2 separate regions of the Sus scrofa genome follow, and region 2 is linked to region 1. The links are chromatin contacts, called in public Hi-C maps. All regions are on one chromosome and are shown on one strand. The core of a region is the stretch at or near the end of the contact, and the rest is flanking DNA. Distances in the headings are between cores, read along the strand shown.

Evidence for each region. A called contact is a pair of places that touch in the nucleus more often than the background predicts.
Region 2: a contact with region 1 is called in a Hi-C map of retroperitoneal adipose tissue, with 2.8 times the contacts expected there. The contact joins two enhancer-like sites. A contact is called at or near these places in 3 of 47 Hi-C or Micro-C datasets (embryonic fibroblasts, retroperitoneal adipose tissue and subcutaneous adipose tissue).

The regions. Positions count from the first base shown.
Region 1 is chr15:64,262,273-64,266,394 of Sscrofa11.1, forward strand. It overlaps GALNT5 (polypeptide N-acetylgalactosaminyltransferase 5), which reads left to right. Exons shown (of 11, transcript XR_002339066.1): 4 at 3,087-3,222. Among named protein-coding and RNA genes, the nearest start is that of GALNT5, 23 kb to the left of the region's middle. Within about 2 kb of position 1,864, at least 5 of the 83 cell types and tissues checked have an H3K27ac peak or open chromatin away from gene starts, as enhancers often do. A contact at or near this core is called in retroperitoneal adipose tissue, where this site is marked.
Region 2 is chr15:65,738,206-65,742,327 of Sscrofa11.1, forward strand. No RefSeq gene overlaps it. Among named protein-coding and RNA genes, the nearest start is that of DAPL1, 56 kb to the right of the region's middle. Within about 2 kb of position 2,281, at least 19 of the 83 cell types and tissues checked have an H3K27ac peak or open chromatin away from gene starts, as enhancers often do. A contact at or near this core is called in retroperitoneal adipose tissue, where this site is marked.

The sequences.
Region 1 (4,122 bases), core at 614-3,113:
AGGAGCCAAAGCTATCTGGCACATTAAGCAGGTCTGAGCTGGCCAAAAAAAAATTAAGAAATAAATGTAATTACAACCAAACCCATCTGTAAACAATTCAGCATTGCTAGGACCTACTCCCAAGAAACAGAACAACCTGCCAGGTAGTCATGAAGACTGCTTTAATTATTTTGAGCTCTAGCCTAAACAATCATTGAAAAATAGTAATCATATTAGTTATCTATTAGGAATTTAGGTATTAGGTATCAGGTAGATCTTATAAATAAACCCATTAGGAAGAGCTCAAAGAGGTTAAGAAATTTATCCAAGCCAATGTGGCTAAGAAAAGAAGATCTGGGATGGAGGTAGTTCTGAGCGCTTCAATCTTATGTTCATTTCTCCATAACTCCCAGACCCTTGGGGTCAGGAACAGTGGTGTAAGGTGGCCACAGACAATGTCCACCACAGTGAGAAATCCTGTCGAGGGTCAGCTACACAGACAGCATCCTGTTCCAATTTCTGGAACTTCATTTTAAAATAAAATGTCTAGAAGTGGATCACTGACATTCATATATGGTGTGTGGTGGGGGGTTGTTCTCTTCTCACCCAAAATAAATGGTATAAAATCCCAGGTTATGTTTTGCTTCTCTCAGGTCCTGGCAACAAATCCCTCTGTGGGGAACTCAGACAGGTGGGAAGTGAATGCTGGTTTGGGAATCCATCCTGTTGCCACTGGGGACTGAGGAAGTAGATCCAGACTCTTTGACCCTGTGAGCCTGTACGGGACAGGGACACACAGTCTAGAAGAGACTGTGCTTTACACTCTGGCTCTGAATGGACGAGGAGTAGGAGTGGTGAGAGAAAGAGGATGGTCTTGTACACATTCTATAAAACTAACCCAGGGGACTTTAGCCAGCATGCTTGTATGCCCTATACACCTAGCTGGACCCTATCAGTCTTCCCAAGAGGTAAGGGATACCCTTAGTAAATAATGCTTCCATTATCAAGCTAGCAATAATTCCCTGAAAATAGGACTCCTCCATAATGATCAGGAGATGTAACTGTTGTCTCCAAGAGTAGGGTATGAAATAGGTAGGGGCCTCTGTCTAGTAGAACCTGTTTCTGTCTAAAGAGACTTCTCAGGACCACTCCCTACCAAGAGTTTAGGTAAGCCTGATCATTTTACCTTCATACAAAAACTCCATTGTTGGCCAAGTAATTAATAGGATACTGAATCCATTGATTGAGAAGTAGTTTAGAAATTTCAGTGAATAATGATCTATTTTCCAGATATTTATTTGCACCTATTTCTTTGCCTAATGCTGTCTTCAGTTTTTACTTTAAGCCTTCCCATACTCATAGTTGTCTCTTTCTGCTTTTCTTGGAGGGGGATGGGGTGGGGTGGAGGATACAGGCAATGGAGTGAATTATCTGTTTCCTAATAAGAGGCTGCCACTTATCTGTACAAATATTGAAAAGTCACCTAAGTTTCTTTTTTTTTTTCCCTCTTAAATGGGAATAACGCTTAGACCTATATTTCAGGTTTGTTGTAGGATTAAATGAGACAATCATGCAGAATGCTTAGAACAGTGTCTGGTATAGAGTAAGCACTCTACAGAAGTTAAGTGATATTCTTGTAGATTTGTCAGGCATGGAGGCGGGCAGCCAGGTGTCAGAGTGGTAAGTTAAAACAATAAACCAAAACAAAAGTAACTTGGCTGAGTCTTTAATAACTTCCTATGATTGTGTAAGTGAAAAGTAAAAGTAAGAAGTGAAACAAAAGAAAGTGCTGACTCGCTCAAGTTTCCATTTTCCCTCAGGAGAGAAAGGACTAGTGGGTCGGAGCAGATGTGAGGATCATCTCACTGACAAGCAGCCCCAAACCAAGGGCTCTTCCTGTGTTAGGGCCTGGGAAGGGCTAGAGCGGGAAAAAAAATGTCCTGAAGATCTACCCACCTCCCACAAAATGAGGCAGAGGTCTTGGCCTGAGCGAGGTCTCCAAGTGGATGAACCTGGACCAAAAATGCAGCTCTGAGTAAGAGCATGTCCCACCAAGGGGGTGGCAGGGCCTGTCCTTGGCTGTTACTTCCTTCAGACACTCTAGGCCAGAGGCTGTGAACCAAGTCTGGTGTGGGGAAGGCAGCTTTCCCCTGTGAGGCCAGCCAGGTAAAGCTTTTGCAATTGCCTATTGTTGGGCCTCAAAGATGACACAGATAATTTTGGCCAGGACCCAGATTCTTCTGGTTACTATTAAACACACACACACACACACACACACACACACACACACCACTTATATAAAATCATTTGGAAAAATGTAGTATAAAACACTACTGAGATTTTCATTTCGGAGAGTATTAATTCACACAATCAAAAGAAAAAAATAAGAATTCATAATAAGTATTTGTGGCTTCCAAATTTCTTTTCTTCATTCTGTAACTCTTTTTAAAATTATGGTAAAACACACCTCTAAAATTTATCATCTGAGCCATTTTCCAAGTGTACAGTTCAGAATTATGAAGTACAGTCATGCTGTTGGGTAATCAATTTCCAGAACTCTTTTCACCTTATAAAACAAAAACTCCACACCCATTAAACAATTCCTCCTTCCCCCCTCTGATAACTTTTTAACACTACCCCTAGTCTTATTAGTTCCCCCACTTTAATTTCTTTTCATCACTCTTATGTAGAGAGATTTTTCCTCTTCATCATCACTAAGGCCAAACCTGGAATCTGAAACTCTGCCCTGTCTTCTGCAAAATGGAATCCTAGTCCTCCACCCCCAGAGTAAATGGGACCCACCATCCTTAGAAGGAATATAAGCAACTCCCTTTAATACTAATTATTCCCCGTAGAGCCTTCCATTTAAGTGGCTTATCATTTTTTTTTCCAAACATAAATGATGCTTGCCCCACAGGACTGCCAGAACCCAAGTTTCTTTCATTTCATTGTAAAATGAACTTAGAGAGTCAAAGAAGAAGTTCCCTGAGAAGAAAAGCTACTGGTTTTACAACCACATTTCTGGAGCAATCCCAGGATCTTTGAAGGAAATACACACATTCAGTAGTTCACATTTTCAAACAATTGTTTTCTTTCTGGCTTTCTAGGTGATGTGTTGACATTCTTAGATTCTCATGTGGAATGTAACGTTGGTTGGTTGGAACCTCTGCTGGAAAGAGTTTATTTAAGTAGGAAGAAAGTAGCCTGTCCAGTAATTGAAGTCATCAATGATAAGGATATGAGGTAATTTGTCATATTCAACAAGATTATTTCCTTTTTTATTAGAGTATAGTTGATTTACAATGTTGTACCAAATTCTGTTGTACAGCAAAGTGGCCCAATCATACACACACACACACACACACATATTTATACACACACATATATTTATATATATATATTTAAACACACACATATATTTATATACACACATATATATTTATATATACATATATATGTATATATACATTCCCTTTCTTATATTATCTTCCACCATGTTCTATCCCAAGAGATTGGATACAGTTCCCTGTGCTGTACAGCAGGACTTCATTGTTTATCCATTCTCAATGTAATAGTTTGCTTCTTCTAACTTCAAACTTCCTGTCCATCCCCCTTCCTTCCCCTTCCCCCTTGGCAACTATAAGTCTGTTCTCTATGTCTGTGAGTCTGTTTCTCTTTTGTAGATAGGTAACAAGGTATTTCTAAGTGACTCTTAAACCAACAGCAGCAGAAAGTGCTGGTCATAATCCTAATACATATATTTTTGCAAATATGAGTAATATACAGTTTATCTGTTTAAATAAATGGAAATATATAATGGATATCTTGGGACAAAAGCAGACCAATCCAACAGTTCATTCGATCATCACAAATTCCTAACCCTTAATGTCAATAAATACTAATACTCATTGTCCAATTTTTTCCTCTTTCTATTCAGCTGAACCTCAAAATATTTATTTTCCTTAAGATTATTTCTTCTTTTTGTAGAATATATATATACATATATATATATATACCTATATATATATATATATATACACATATGCTTTTAAGTGGTTTTTTTTCCCTCAAAATGGCCATATCATTAAAAGAAAAGTTAAAAGCAAGCAAGCTAATCAGTCACTGATATAAATTATATTCATA
Region 2 (4,122 bases), core at 1,031-3,530, 1.5 Mb after region 1:
AAATTGGGAGAATTAAATGTGATGTGTGAAATACTTAGCCCAGCCCCTGGCACAGAGTGAATCTCGATGAGAGTTTCTCAGAGGTGGAGAATGTTATAGATGGAGTGAAATCGGAAATGAATCACTTACCTATCTGGAGCCTGCACGTTAGAGAACATGCTTCTAAATTGTTTGAAATTCTATTCCATTACCTAATGCACCACCGACCACCCCCCAAACACAAACATTTGCGTGTTGGAGTTAAGACCATCCTCAGGATGCTTCCCAACTCTGGAATAGGAATCAGAACACCATTTCCTGGCTGAAAGACACAACATGTCTGAGCCTTCATTTCCTCCCATTGATTTCCTTTTTTTGCCTTTTCTAGGGCCGCTCCCATGGCATATGGAGGTTCCCAGGCTAGGGGTCCAATCAGAGCTGTAGCTGCCAGCCACAGCCACAGCAACATGGGTTCTGAGCCATGTCTGTGACCTACACCACAGCTCATGGCAACACCAGATCCTTAACCCACTGAGCAAGGCCAGGGATCGAACCTACAACCTCATGGTTCCTAGTCGGATTTGTTAACCACTGAGCCACGATGGGAACTCCTGATTTGCTCTTAATTTCCATCTTTGTAAGTGGTCTCACATTGTTCCTATAGGTGCCCAGAAGGCCACAGCACTATTTAATAGAACTTTCTGCAGTGATGGAAATGATTTTGGTGCTGTCCAATACAGTAGCCACTGGCCACAGGTGACTATCGGGCTCTCGAAAAGTAGCTAGTATGACTTAGGAGCCGAATTTTCTTTTTCTTTTTTTTTTTTTTTTTGAATGATGATTTTTTTTTCCATAATAGCTGGTTAACAGTGTTCTGTCAATTTTCTACTGTACAGCATGTTGACCCAGTTACATATACATGCATACATTCTTTTTTCTGACATTATCATGCTCCATCACAAAGTGACTAGACATAGTTCCCAGTGCCACACAGCAGGATCTCATTGCTAATCCAAGGAGCTGAATTTTCAATTTTATTACTGTTCATTTTACCATAAGTAGCCACATGTGGCTAGGGGCTACAGCCCTAGATGCAGCCCTAAACTCTAGCTTGCTGAACACTGAGGCAGAAGTTTCTGCTCCTCCACATCTCACCCCAGCCTGGAGTCAAGCCTTGGAGGGCCCTCCATCAGTGTGTCTGACCCCTTGACTAAGTGTTGCCACTTTGCACAGAATCACGAATAGACCTGCCCCCTCGCAGTTCAGTGACACAGGGGAGAAAAATGGAATTAACCTAGAACGGAGAGTGATGTGCCTGCTTGCTCCATTCGTTCTCAGCAGCAATGGATTGCTTTATTATCTAGGTCATTATCAAGTCTGTTCCTGGCTGCGTTTGCATGAGTGCCTTTTAATTGTTTGTGTAAATAAGAATTGCCCTGGATGGTGAGAGGTGCTGGCCCCTCCTTATCTTCCTGGCGCCCGTCCTGGCCTTCCAACTTGATGGCCTTTGTCCTGGTCTCCTGCTCACTTGGGCATTTGCCGAGATGATACAGGCTTCAAAAGGGGAGGGGGAAAACCCACTCGAGGGGCTGAGCAGACTGAATGCACTCTCGCTTGACAGCTGCATCACCCCTCCTACCATTGTGTTCCTGAAACGCCACTGCTGACACTCTTTCGGTAGTAACAATAGCCCAAGTGAATGGGGTCTTTTCTTCTCAGAGCTGAACGTTTCTGTGGGCACACATTACCTCTCTCTCCTGGAGGAAAAGGCCATAGCTGATGGCTCCAGGATCCTCCACCTGGATGCAATGTCTTCCCCCCATTGTCATCAATATGATCAAAGCCCTGACATCTTCAAATTGGATCCAGAAGGGTTGAGATGTGGGGGTTGTTTTTCAGCTGCAGTGGGGAGTAGCTTATTTATAAAAGCTCCCCGGCTTCTGCACTGTCTTGAAGCTCAATTTGCAAGAGAAACCACCTTCTCTCAGGGTGTTTATTACGGCGTGTGCGCCACCTAGAGGCCGCTGTCTTAAATTCAAACAGTTCACCCACCAACCTGTCGTCTCTCCTCATTTTTCCATGTCAAATAAAAGACCTCAGAAAACCTGTCTTTGCTAAGTAAACTCCATTTTGCTTCTAAATCCTCAGTGCTGGCTCTCGGGTTTCTCAAATCCTTTCCCCACAGAGCCCTCAGCCTAAGGGAGGCCTGAAGGTCTTCCTGGCACTTTCCGGGCACTGTGAAAAGAAAACTTTTCAGGCTGTCTTGAGATTTAAGAAAGACGAGACGAGCCTTCCTGCTATGGCCCAACCCACTCAAGCTCCCTCAGTGCTGGCAGCACTCTGAGCCACACTCAGGATGGTTCCTCTGTGTGGGACTGTCTTCCAGCCCTGAAGATCCAGGGCCTCTTAACTCCCGTCCTGGGACCACATCTGTGCCACACAACCCAAATTAGGAGCTATCTCCAGGGGTGGAAACTTTGTTAGGGAAACTGATATCAAATAGTTTATTGATGTCACTGCTGTTTATTTTGTTTTATTATATCAAAATATATACAACATAAAATTTACCATTTTAACCACTTTTTTTTGGTCTTTTTTCTTTTTTTTTTCCTTTTTTTTTTTCTTTTTAAGAGCCACACCCACAGCGTATGGAGATTCTCAGGCTAGGGGTTGAATCAGAGCTGTAGCTACTGGCCACAGCCACAGCAACGCAGGCGCCAAGCCATGTCTGCAACTTACCTACACCACAGCTCTTGGGAACACCAGATCCTTAACCCACTGAGCAAAGCTCATGGATACTAGTTGGGTTTGTTAACCATTGGCCATGACAGGAACTCCCCATTTTAACCACTTTTAAGTATACAGTTTCTGGGTCTTAAGTACACGCACAACGCTATGTAACTGTCACCCCATCCACCTCCAGAGCTTTTTTGTCATTTTCAACCAAACAACTCTACACTCCCTAAACAACAACTCCCCAGTTCTCCCTCCTGCCAGCCCCCAGTTACCTCTTTCTACTTTTCTGTCTCTATGAACTTGCCTCCTCTAGATACCTCATATAAGTGGAATCATGCAATTTTTGTCATTTTTGTGTCTGGCTTAGTCAAATATCTTTAGTTGTGACTGTTGCACTTGGGCCATACGGACCTGGCTTTCTCTTGTGTTTTCTCTGGAGTACTGATGGGAAAGAAGTCAGCAAAATGAACTTAAACCTTGCCCTGGGTTGTGCTCTTCAGCTGGGTGTGCCTCTGAAAACTGCTGTGCTGTTGAGGAAAGGAGGAGCCATGGCTTTCATCTCTCCAAACAGACACGGAAGAGTCCATTGTTTAAGGGCTTAAGCGAATCAGGTCTCAGCTGGCATTTCCTGGCTCGGGTTTTACAGGGATCCCAAGAAGGCAGCCCCTGTGAAATCTGATGAGAGAGGCTGCTCTGCAGAGCCTGTGGATAACTAGAGAATCTGATCCTGGAGGTTTGGGGCCTGGCAGACAAGAGGCAGCTCTGGTCTGGACTTGTTGGTGGAGTGGTTTGGAGGGTTTGTGTGTCTGGAGATAACCTGAGGATTCAAGAGGGGTGGTGTCTACAAGTTTTTCTTCCTCATTTTATGGAGAACCGATTGTGTATTTTATGGTCACCTTATTGCACTAAGAGAATGGACCTTCTGGTAGAAATGGCTATTACCATGCCTATGGGTTTCAGCTCTTTTTGTATTAGGGAACTGTAATTCTGAAAATGCCACCTCCCAGGGAGTAGGGGATTGGAGCACCAGAGTGAGTCATTGTGCTTGTAACAAAAAACACTTACACCGCAGTCAAATGGCTTATACAGTACTTTTCATGGCCACTATCTCCTTTTTCATCTTGGAGAACAGAAGAAAGTAAGAGGAGTTTATGATTGGCACCAGGAAAGGATGCATCATTTGTTGGTGTCAATTAAATGGTAATCATCTCAGATCTGCCCATAGGCTTCAACCTTGAGCTATCTCCTTGGCTGGGAAGAAGGACTCAATAGGAGGTTCCTCCTATCTGTAGGGCAGAGACAGACTCAGAGACATGGAGAAGAGACTTGTGGCTGCCAAGGGAGAGGGAGGAGGGACTGAGAGTTTGGGGTTAGTAGGTCCAAACTATTACATTTGGAATGGAAAAG